2 separate regions of the Hordeum vulgare genome follow, and region 2 is linked to region 1. The links are chromatin contacts, called in public Hi-C maps. All regions are on one chromosome and are shown on one strand. The core of a region is the stretch at or near the end of the contact, and the rest is flanking DNA. Distances in the headings are between cores, read along the strand shown.

Region 1 (6,204 bases), core at 1,883-4,382:
CATTGCAACGCACGGGCCGTTTTGCTAGTTTAACCAATAAGGGAGACTGCGACTGAAGCAAAAATTATACCAATGAAAATTTCTTTCGAATGCGAATTCAGTAATATAATTTTTGCTCTCGATCGCAGTCCCTCACGTTGACTAAAATTATGTTCGAACTTAAATCTTGAAAATCGTGAATGCACTATATTGTGAAACGAAGGGAGTATACTTATACTCCCTTCGTCCGATAGTAAGTGTATTTTTTCCTTTCGAGTACATGGCAAGGTAAAATAAATCCTACGCGGTCATATGTTTCCTCAATAATCATGATACTCAACATTCCCCACGGTCACAATTGTAGCGACCCACACAATGGGACCGGAGAAGAATTCAAATGTAAGCCGACGGACATTCCTCCATATAGTCGTAACGGTCGATGCATCGTGTAAGTCGTGGCTGGAGTGAAAACCGACAAAGTTGGCCAAACAAGGCGGTATCCTTTTGTGCCGATGTCGAGCTAGCTGAGAGCATAGGACGATGTAGCCATGGTCGAGATAACCGTTCGAGGGACGCCGTGGTCGATGTCAAGTCGGGGTGGCCCGTGTGACCGTGTCGTGGTAGTCACCATGGACCAGAAAGAAGAGCGGCGACGGCGGCGGCCTAAGAAGGCGGCGGCGATGGCAAGGTTAGGAGCACGACGGCGATGTTTGAAGTTGGTGACGAAGAATCCGACAACATGACAAAGACCGGTACGGACGATGACATTTCCACGCCTATAAAAAAGACACGATCCATACAACATAGAAGTCGACGCGTGTGGATGGCCAAGTGAACCGCATGCGGGAGATACAACGACAACGCGCGGGCAGGGGCAACGACGAAAAAGACCTCAGGGCGGCGACAACGTGCCACGCTCGCTATGGCCAAGTAAGGTGACGTCCGGCAGCTCGGGGGTTGGTACAGCCACAAAAACAGCTTGGAGCAGACCGTCTTGATGCGTCGATGGATCGTCGGTCGCTACACTATGACCTGAAGGGGCGACGCAACAGGTAAAATAAATTTGTTCCTACGTCTTCTAGATAATCAATATACCGAAGAGAAATGATCAGGCGTTCAAGCTGTATGAAGTCGATGCCGTAGCTAGGCAGAAGTGTGGTGTTTCATCCTTGGGCAGCAACATAAGCTACAGCGGTGTTTTGGCCTCGACAGCAACGCGAGCTAGTTTGGCGTTTCGGGCTGGGCAGCAACGTAAACTAGTCTGGCGTTTCTTAATTGATCAATAACGCCGCGGATTGTGGCATTTCATAAAAGGTTAGATCGTGAAATTGTTTTCAGACGGATGTATTTTGTGTCCATATTTACTAATAAAATTAGAACAGTGATTTTGTCTCATATCTTACACAAGTTCAGAGAGAGTTCAAATGATCTAAAGCAAAAGCTCTACCTAGCGTAGAACTTCGATTGAACTACTACTCCTTGCACATGCAAACGGATTATTGTGCAAAGATCTGATGGTACCACTGGTGTAGCACAATCCACACTTCGGCCCTGTTCTGCTTTCCTCCGCTCCGCAACTCAGTTCCTGGAGCTGACGGAGCTGATGTTAAAATACACTTAAAATACACGGAGGGGAACGGGTGCTCCGTAAATCCTCTATTTTCACGGAGCAGGAGGATTTCCGAACAGGTACTTCGTCTGAACTCTGAAGTATCCCAACCCCCAAGCAGCAAATGAACAAACACTTTATGTGCAAGGTGACGAGTCCTCGCCATCTGATTCCAGCTTCCACCATGGCTTTCCGTTTGCACTCCCCGCCAGCTCTTCTGAACCATCTCCGTCGCCGTCCTCCTCAAACACCACATCTTCCTCCTCGTCACCTTCATACCTCCACTCCAGCCTCTTAAGCACGTCCCTGTCGCGCCATTTCCCGGACATGGACGGCGCTGCCTTCCTGGCCTTCCCGGCGATCACCTCCGCCCAGGTGAAGCCTGTGTCGGCCCACCTTGCCAGCCCTGACTCGCCGCCAACCACCACCGACCGCACGCCCTTCTCCCTCGCCAGTCGCAGCAGAGGGGAGAGCTCCTCCCGCCCCGAGACCAGCATCAGGCACCCCACGGACCCATCGTCGAGCACCTCCTGGGCGCGCTCCCGGAGGGCAGTCGACGGGTACCTGGAGAGCTCGGCGTGAACTCTGGCTCGGCGCAGCTCGTCCGCGGGAGAGCCGGGGTTCACGCCGGCGGTGAGCTCGCGGGCGGCCTTGCTGTACTTGGAGAGCTTGAGAGACAGGGACGCGGCGAGGCGCACACGGCGGTCGCCGCGGGAGGATTCGATTCGTTCGAGGCGCTTGGCGTGCTCGCGGGTGTGGATGGTGTCGAAGTGGCGGAGCAGCGCGTCGCGGGCGCGGAAGCGGCGGCCGCAGACGCGGCAGAGATTGGTGGCGTCGGCGGACGGATCGGGGGCGGGGAGCCGGTGGCAGGGGTGGAGGAACGCAGCGGAGAAACGCAGGCGGCCGAAGGAGGAGGCGGCGAGGTGGAGGCGGACGGCGGAGTCGTAGAGGGGGAGTTTGGAGGGCGGGCGGGAGGCGGCCAGGTCCCAGAGGACGGCCACGGGGGTTGCCGGAGTGGAGGAGGTGGTGGAGAGGCGGTGCGAGCGTGATGGGAGGAGGCGTCGCCGGAGGTTGTAGAGCGGCCGGGACATGGGAGAGAGAAATCGCACTGGGAGAAGGGAGCTTCAGCGGCGGCGCAGCAACTGCTGATCTGTATTGAGCAGAGAGGGCTTGTGTCAGGACATGAACCCAGGAACTACTGAAGACAGACGACAGATGAGAGAGATTCAGTTAAGCAACGGCTGGGATTGCACGATGTTGTTTCAAGATGGTTCAACGGCTCGGATGGAACCTCATCGTTTCATCAGTGAGTTTAAACCCAGTTATACTATGATGTACTGTGACTGTTATTTACATTTCTGTTTCTTACCGTTGTGAGCTGGACATGGCTTAAAGTCACGCGCCGCAGAGGTCCGAGGGCACACCAAGTTGTAATTCCTAAATTATCTAGCGTAGCGTAGAACCCTAGCTATCGTATTACTAAGACTCAAAACACAATTTTGTTATGTTTTACTCCCTCCGTTCCTAAATATAAGTCTTTTAAGATATTTTACTAAGAGTTTACATACGGAGCAAAATGAGTGAATCTACACTCTAAAGTATGTCTATATACATCCGTATGTAGTTCACTAATGAAACTTTTTAAAGACTTATACTGTATTTAGGAACGGATGGAGTATATATAAAGCAACAATCACAGAAAGTATAGGACCAGACGATATAAAGAGATGGGATGACCCTCAAACAATGCAGATCCCGCAATCATACTACTAAGATGGGGTCTCCTCAAGTCTGATCTACCAGTTTTTACCGAATTCAATCATGAAATTCCCTTGTTCTTGAGTAATTCCATTAGATCAAGTGATTCTAGTAATTTGGTCCCACAGCTTGGGAGTCCGGGTAAGGCTCGGCCTTGCCCAGTGCTACAGATATATAGGACGCGATGGGACGGGTAGTTTTGGTATTTTGAGTAACAATTCATAATGGTGATTTTTTTAAGTCGGAACTCGATTCATTCAAAAAAAAGAGTTCTTGGGTTAATTTTGTGCATAAATGAATGAAAATGGTTAACACACCGGTATGGATAGGGCACCAAATTAACCTGGCTACCTCACCGCAATAAAGGCACACGACGTCAAGAAGAGAAACGTTGTAGAGGTTGTCACTCGGTGCCATCATCACTCCTCCGCGAGTCGCTGAATCCAATTCTACCATCAATGACCACCAACGAAGACCTCACCGCAAGAAACGTCGAGACCCATGCCGGCCTAGGCCAAACACTCCACCACCCACGTCAGTGGCCAATCAACTTTGACTTTGTCGACGAGCATTATAGAAGAAAAGTGATTGTCTGCATAGAGCAAGTACCGGAACCAACCACCAATCTTGTGTCATAGTTGTCGCCAAGGCCCCTCCTCGACAGCTCTAACTTCATAAAGACACGATGTGGCAAGCCACACGATGGCCCTTGGAACACGCTAAGCTGGTCCTGGGCCACTGCGCTAGCATCCCCACAGCAAGCAGCGACGGGACAAGCAAGCCAAGATCACACCAAACCGTTGCCTAAGAAGAAGCCACCGCCATCGCCATCTCCTGGTCTAGGAATCTAGAGCTACAGTTTCCATGGGAGTGCGGGGAAGAAGGGTTTAGGACCTCGAGCTACAACGCCTTCAAGAAGGTAGTGACATTTTGAAGTAACTGTGCAGACTTTCTGTGCTATTTTGCAACACAAAACAGCAGTTTTGAAGGTAGTGACACTTTTGTATCCTACAAAAAAGGGAGATTGGGAAAAATGGCCAAAACTTCAGAGCCTAGCTATACCTAACATTGCTCATTGGAGGCGAGAGCGTTCTGCTGTCATCTGCTAATTCGCTAATTCTAGAATGGAACTGAATCGTCTACCTGGAAGTATAACGAGGTTACTCTACCATAATTTACTGGAACTGAATCTTCTATTTCAATTTCTTAGGATTCAACAGAAGGGAATGAGAACAAGCAAGCCCATCTGATGATAGACAACCAGACATCCATTAATTTTAATAGCCATTCATCGTTTGCTAGCAATATGAATATGAATATAGACTCCACTGACATTTATCGGCAAAACAACCAACACATTAGAGGTTGCATGCAAAGTGCAGTATCTGATGGACATGATAAACCATTCAACAGCACTGATTTAATGATGTCTGGGAAAGACATTCTGTGCGACTGATCCAGCTTGGTGAGAGCACTACATCTTCTGCATGATAACGGAGTTCTTGAGTCCAGCTTGGTCAACAGTCTGTGTAGGGTCAGTCAGCTGCTTGGGCGGGAAGCCAGTCTGCAACTGATAGGGTCGCGCAGCTCCCGGGCGGGATGCATCAATGAAAGACCTGATGTCACCCACGGTGTGGTGAAGGTTAAACCGAGCGACCATGCGAGTGCCGTCCGCCAACCTTAGCTGTATAGATGTAAACGGCTGCGAGTCGTCCACAACTATGCCAATTGACCTGGGAGCACTGTGGGGCTCTTGCGTCACGGGAGCTGGTGCAGGACTCTCATCTGCTGAAGATCCCCCAAGGGTTCTACCAACACCCTGGAAGGATGATCGGGGCCTTGCAGCTTCCTGGATGAACAAAAACAAAAACAAGGTTAGCATATTTAACACTGGTATACTGCCAAATGAACTAGCCTTCTGAAAGGCCTACCTCATAATCTCCATGCCGTTTTATAACATTGACGTGAACAGCTGTCCTTCGATCAGCAGGCTCCAGCTCTTGGGGGCACTGGGACTTCTTGATGCTCTGAAAGTACAAGGCGGGGTAAAATTAGTGTAAACTTCCTTTAACAGCAAACAACCCAGTGTTCACTCCATATGTTTAAATGTTCAATCACAGGGCCAGATGTTGCCCCTGTTACCACACTCAAATAATGCAAAAACTGACTGTGACCTAGGAAATGGAAAACAACAAGTATCCAGATGATCTATGGATGAACCTCAAATTAAGAACACGTGGATTTTATTTTTTGAATAAAACCCATGCCTCAGAAACAGCAGACTTAGGTTAAGAGGGAAGAGTCAATGACAGGAAATGAGTGTATGAGAAAAAAGCGAAGAACCAGAGCAAGTGCACATCCAGTTTTTAATGTTCCTTCTCTGGCGTGGTATTCTGCAGAGTAAAGCGAGATATGTTTCGATTTATGTATTAACACAGGAGTGGGTTCAGGTTCCAGCTTAAGTTTCCACCCAATATGAGTTTCAGATGCCGCATCTAGAAACTACTCTGTCAGGAACTAATTGGAGGTAGTAATAGTGGTAATACTACAAATTTGGTTCAAGGCGGTCTAGTAAAAAAACATGGGACTGTGTAATTACAATTTCGTCATGATGACTTTGGTCATAACGTAAACCGTCCTCAAATATAAATATAAACTCTACATTTAAAGCATCAAAAGGCATGCAAAAATATGAAGGCGGCACACAGCGACATAGGGAGTGGTGAAAATAAATACTGAAAACAACTACTTGGTACTCCCTCCGGTCCTTTTTACTCCGCATATTAGAATTGTGTCAAGTCAAACTTTACAAAGTTTGACCAAATATATATTAAAAATATCAACATCTACAGTATCAA
Region 2 (6,341 bases), core at 3,435-5,934, 180 kb before region 1:
CCACTTTCGGCCCAGTTTCGACGCAAATTTGGCCCAGTTTTGGCCCATATTCGACATTTTTTAGCATAAATTGAACAACAATAGTTATTTTTTATCACATAGTTCATCACAGAAATCAATACAAATAAAAAATAGTTTAACAAGTCAATACAAATCAAAAATCGAGCTAGGCGTTGACCTTCAGCCTCCATAGGTGCTCCACCAAATTGTGCTACAGTTGTTGACGCACCTATGGGTCTCGGATCTCCTGACGCATGTTGAGCAAGGAAGTCCAGGTTGTCGGTAGCTCGTGATCAACTTGGGCACGAGGACCTTGCCTGTAATATGGTTCAATATCAAACACTGGCTCCTCCTGCTCGCTCTCAATGATCATGTTGTGCAAGATAACACAACAAGTCATGACTTCCCACATTTGATCTTTCGACCAAGTCTGAGCGGGGTAGTTAACCGAAGGAGCATGATTTCAACAAGCTTTGCAAAGACATTCGAGCACTGCAGTACGTTGATGTCATTGTGAGTTCTTGGCATACCAAAGAAGGAGTGCCAAATCCAGTGGTCATGTGTATCCACTGCCTCAAGTATCACACTGCAACCTCCTTTGTCGCCTTTGTACATCCCTTGACAAGCAAATGGACAGTTTCCCATTTCCAAAGCATGCAGTCGATACTTCCAAGCATCCCAGGAAATCCTCTTTATCCATTCTATGCTAGGATTCGACCAGTGTCTTCAACATTGGGTGATCGCAAATATTGAGGTCCAAAAACTGCCACCACTACCCTGCAGAACTTGTAGAAACACTCAATGGTGGTGGACTCGGCCATGCGTCCATAGTCTTCGAGAATATCACCGTGAGCTCTGTACGCAAGCATTCTCATAGCTGTTGTGCACTTCTGGAGCAAGGTGAATCCAAGTGTGCCGGTGCAATCCTTTTTGCACTTGAAGTAGTTTGTCGAACTCCCTGATGGAATTCACAATCCTGAGGAAGAACTTCCGGCTCATACGATAACGGAGCCAGAATACTTTGTCGCCGTGCAGAGGAGCGTCTGCGAAGTAGTCGGTGTAGAGCAAGGAATAACCTTCCGGCCGATGCTTGTGCTTTGCGTTCAGCCGGGCCGGCGCCGAGCAACCTCGCCATGGCTCTGCATTGCTCGCGAACAGGCCGACCACAGAGGCAAGGACCATGAGGTGCTCTTCCTCCTCCAGTAGCGCGGCAAACGCCTCCTCGTCGTCGGAGTCCATAGGCCAAGCAAATCGCCGAACACCTGGCGGACGTGGTGGCCGCGCGGCCGCGGAAGTGCCCGGAGCGTCGGGAAAACTCACCAAGAAGCGGGGGGCGAGGGAGGGGAAAATACGCGGTGAAGCCGACGAGTAGATAGCCTTTGTAGCAACGGTAGGCAGATGGGGCGGCACCAGAATCGGCACAACGGTGGAAGGTGTGGTGTGCGAGGGGCGGTTCCGGAGAAGATAATGCTTTTTTCGCGTGACAGGTGTTGGAAATATGCCATAGAGGCAATAATTAATTAGTTATTATTATATTTCCTTGTTCATGATAATCGTTTATTATCCATGCTATAATTGTATTGATTGGAAACTCAAATACATGTCTCGATACATAGAGAACACACTGTCCCTAGTGAGCCACTAGTTGACTAACTCGTTGATCAAAGATGGTCAAGGTTTCCTAGCCATAGACAAGTGTTGTCACTTGATAACGGGATCACATCATTAGGAGAATGATGTGATGGACAAGACCCAAACTATAAATGTAGCATATGACCGCGTCAGTTTATTGCTACTATTTTCTGCATGTCAATGTATCTGTTCCTATGACCATGAGATCATGCAACTCCAGGACACCGGAGGAATACCTTGTGTGTATCAAACATCGCAACGTAACTGGGTGACTATAAAGGTGCTTTACAGGTAGCTCCGAAGGTGTCTGTTGGGTTGGCATGGATCAAGACTGGGATTTCTCACTCTGTGTGACGAAGAGGTATCTCGGGGCCCACTCGGTAATACAACATCACAAACAAGCCTTGCAAGCAATGTGACTAAAGAGTTAGTCACGGGATCTTGTATTACAAAGCGAGTAAAGAGACTTGTTGGTAACGAGATTGAACTAGTATGAAGATACCAACGATCGAATGTCGGACAAGTAACATACCGAAGGATAAAGGGAACAACATACGGGATTAACTGAATACCTGATATAGAGGTTCAACCGATAGAGATCTTCATAGAATATGTAGGAGCCAATATGGACATCCAGGTCCCGCTATTGGTTATTGACCGGGGAGTGTCTCAGGTCATGTCTGCATAGTTCTCGAACCCGCATGGTCTGGACACTTAAGGTTCAGTGATGTTTTGGTATAGTTGAATTATAGGTGTTGGTGACTGAAAGTTGTCCGGAGTCCTGGATGAGATCCTGGACGCCACGAGGAGCTCCAGAATGGCTCGGAGGTAAAGATGGATATATAGGAAGTCCTGTTTTGGTCACCGGAGAGGTTTCGGGCTCATCGGTAGTGTACCGGGAATGCTGAGAGGGTGCGAGGGGACCACCGGGAGGGGTGTGACGACCCTAGGGCTTCATGGGCCAAGAGAGGAGGCTGCCGAAGCCACCCCTAAGGACCCATGCGACTTGAGTGGAAAATAGGGAAACATACAAAAGGTGGAAAATGTTTCCAAGCGGAAGGGGAATCCTACTAGGAGTAGGACTGGAGGAGGACGACTCCTCTCCTCCCACTTTGGTCGACCCAAAGGGGCAGCCCTAGGGATGGCGGCCTCCCTCCTCTCCTCCTATATATACTAGAGCTATTGAGGGTTTTTGAGACACAACAATTGCCACATGCTTCTTCTACTTCTCTCTAGATATGTTTCTCCTCTACTCTAGTTCGGCAGTACTTAGGCGAAGCCCTGCTGGATTAGTTCACAATCACCACCACCACGCCGCTGTGCTGGAGAACTCATCTACCTCTCCGCCCCATCTTGCTGGTTCAAGAAGGCGGGGATTGTCATCGAGTTGTACATGTGCTGAACGCGTAGGTGTCGTCCGTTCGACACTAGATCTGGATGGATCGTGATGGGATCGCGGGACGGATCGTGATGAGATCGCGGGACGAGCTGCGATTTGGATCGCGAAGATGTTCCACCACATCAACCGCGTTATATACGCTTCCGCTTAGCGATCTATAAGGATATGTGGATCCGATCTCCCTCTCGTAGATGATCATCACCATGATAGGTCTTCGCGTGCGTAGGAATTTTTTTGTTTCCCATGCAACGTTCCCCAACAGTGGCATCATGAGCTAGGTTCATGCGTAGACGATATCTCGAGTAGAGCACAAAAGATTTGTGGGCGTTGATGTTCAATTTGCTGCCCTCCTTAGTCTTTTCTTGATTCGGCGACATTGTTGAATTGAAGCGGTCCAGACCAACTTTACTCGTACGCTTACGAGAGACCAATTTCATCGACTGACATGCAACTTGTTGTATAAAGGTTACTGACGGATGTCTGTTTTTTCAACTTTAGTTGAATCGGATTTGACCAAGGCGGTCCTTGGAGAAGGTTAGATATCAATTTGCATATCACCGTTGTGGCTTTGCATAAGTAAGATGTGATCATACTAGATACCCATATCAGTCACGTAAAACACGCAACAACAAATTAGATGACGTCTAACTCGTTTTTGCAGGGTATGCTTATGATGTGATATGACCAATGATATGATATTATATATTGGATGTATGGGATGATCATGTTGTAATAGTTAAATATCAACTTTCACGTCGATGCTACGACAACCGACAGGAGCCATAGAGTTCCGGAGAAGATAATGCTTTTTTTCGCGTGACAGGTGACCCAGCGCGTCGTTTTTTGTTCCACCGACGCCTCCGGGCGCCCCCCAGTGTGCTGGGTTCAGGCTGAGACCGCCGGGGTCCGGTGAAAAATGGCCTCCTGAAATGCGGCTGGGCCGTTTTTCTCCGACCTGCAGAAAAATAAAAGGGAATCGTTTCTGGCCGGTGCGCCGGCCAAACCGTTCGGCCGGCCGCACGCGACCGCGCGCGCCCGTTGACTGGGCATACACCATTTTTTTGTTTAAATTGTTGCAATCAGCGTCATATTTGTTGCAAGCGTTATTTTTTCCTACATTTGTCCAGTAAAAAAGCTGCATATACGTTTGGTTGCAACTCCAGTTCTTCGAATTTTTCGTTACAATCGATGTTTTTTACCTTTGCTACAACCGTGTTAATTTTTGCTACAACCGGCATCATTTTTTGTTGCAAACGTTCACTAAAAAAAGATGCATACACGTCACGTAAATATTTGTTACAACCGACGTTTCACTTTTGCTATCATGTACCATTAGCTTCGTTTTTTTGCTACGATTACGCAGATATTCTTTTGTTACAAATTTTGTTTTTTCTTGCAACCGTTGAAAAAATTGCTGCATCGCATCGAAATTTTACTGCATCGAAAAAAAATGTTACATGAAGATCCAACGATGCAGACGCACGGGGTTGATGGATCGTGTGACCAGCGCGCAACAGGCCTAAAGTTTGGGCCGACGCGCCGGGGCACAGATCACTGCGCAAAATAAAATGATCGGGGAGGCCGTGTTGGGGGCGCGGATGGAGACGCTCTTATCCTCCAGCTCGCGGCTTAAACCCCTCTTTCTCCATCGGTTCCCACCCCACCCTGCCCAAATGCTCCTCCAATTCTCCCCCCATCCGTCCCCTCTCATCCTCTCCCTCCCCGTCGCGACTTCCAGACCCCGCCACCCTCACCCCCGCCTCCCTCCCGTCCGCGCCTCGCCTTCCTCAGAGCCGGAGCTCCTCGCCAAGTCCGCGCTCCGCCGCATCTCCGACAAGCTCCGCAGCCTCGGATATCTCGAGACCTCCCCGGAGGTCCCCATTCCAGCCCTGGCCCAGGACCCGAGAGCCGACGCTCCGTCCCCCGGGGAGATTTTCGTGCCCACCCCGGCCCAGCTCCCTCGCCACCGCGTCGGCTCCACGCTAGACCCCAGCTGGGCCACTGGCGACGGCGAGGCGGACGCAGCGCGGCGCAGGCAGAGGCGGGGGAGGGATGCGGCAGCAGCACCCACGCCGCCGTCCGCTGCGGAGCTTACGCTGCCGCGGGACGAGCTGCGGCGGCTGCAGGGGGTCGGGATCCGGCTGCGTAAGAGGCTCAAGGTGGGGAAGCCCGGCGTCACAGAGGGGATCGTGAACGGGATACACGAGCGATGGCGCAATGCGGAGCTCGTCAAGATCAGGTGCGATGATATCTCCGCCATGAACATGAGGCGCACCCACGAGGTCCTCGAGGTGAGCACCACCCTGTGGAACCTTGCTATGTGTTCCCAGTTCAGGTTTGCTCGCTGCTGCTTGTGCACAGGTGTATCAGTATATGTGAACATGCATTGGCTTTGGAGGTTGAATGCCACTTAATGTTAGTATTTGCCTTTCTGACACTGAAGAATAAGTTGATAAGATGTTTTGTGTACTATACAATGTACATGATTGCACACTCTTGATGTAAAATGTGAAGAATGACATGACGAAATGCTGCTCCCATAACTTTGTAGTCATGCGGTGAAGATGTGAATTTGTATATCTTTGCGTGCTTGAAATAACTCAATCTATGAGTGGATTAGCATGCACATAGTTATCGCTTCACTATATATTTGAATTTGAATTCTAATTCCATTTAACATAAAAAGTTTGTAACAAGAAAAATGCTATATACTTGGAGCCAACTATTTTCATCTCAATGTTGTTTGAAGTGCAATTTTAATGCTCTGTGTGTTTTGGTTGATAGAGGAAAACTGGAGGCTTAGTTATTTGGAGATCTGGAAGCACCATCATTCTGTACAGAGGAACCAACTATAAATATCCTTACTTCCATGACCAGCAAAAGATGGATGATTGTCTCAAGGATGAATCATCAGAGGAGAGCAGTTCCGACGATGATGAAGATCTTGGTTTTTTATCCGTGGAACAATGTGGTAGTGAAGAGGATGTTAAGAATCATACGGAAGATAGTATTCATGACGAAGATGAGGATGGTGATAATTTTGGCACAGTATATGGAGAACATAGGAGTATAGGAGAGGAGCATGAGAATCATGATATATTATCTGTGGAGCAGAGCGTTTCCAGAAAGAAAGATGCAAATCATCCCATGACATCCTCTAAAGCGCCTGTAGTTCACACCCAGGAGGGTAGATCAGCAGTGAAAAATAATAATGGAGTTGCAAACAAGCAACATGCAAGATTTCATATAAGCACTAATGTAAATCCTCCTAGCGAGGTCAGACCTTTAGCTAGGTCTACTTTAGTTACTG

What was found. A called contact is a pair of places that touch in the nucleus more often than the background predicts.
Region 2: a Hi-C map of seedling shows a contact between it and region 1, with 4 times the contacts expected there. The contact joins the promoter of LOC123426943 here to the promoter of LOC123430389 in region 1. A contact is called at or near these places in 4 of 6 Hi-C or Micro-C datasets (leaf and seedling) and 1 of 1 datasets of contacts at active chromatin or transcription factors (embryo).

What each region holds. Positions count from the first base shown.
Region 1 is chr2H:516,045,075-516,051,278 of MorexV3_pseudomolecules_assembly, reverse strand. LOC123430389 reads right to left here and starts at 3,132. Exons shown (of 2, transcript XM_045114256.1): 1 at 1,673-3,132; 2 at 1,325-1,523. The coding sequence starts at 2,679. The coding sequence ends at 1,726. LOC123426942 (plant UBX domain-containing protein 4-like) reads right to left here. Exons shown (of 4, transcript XM_045110861.1): 3 at 5,278-5,373; 4 at 4,597-5,195. The coding sequence ends at 4,821.
Region 2 is chr2H:516,221,712-516,228,052 of MorexV3_pseudomolecules_assembly, reverse strand. It overlaps LOC123426943 (CRM-domain containing factor CFM2, chloroplastic), which reads left to right and starts at 4,684. Exons shown (of 13, transcript XM_045110864.1): 1 at 4,684-5,322; 2 at 5,816-6,341. The coding sequence starts at 4,705.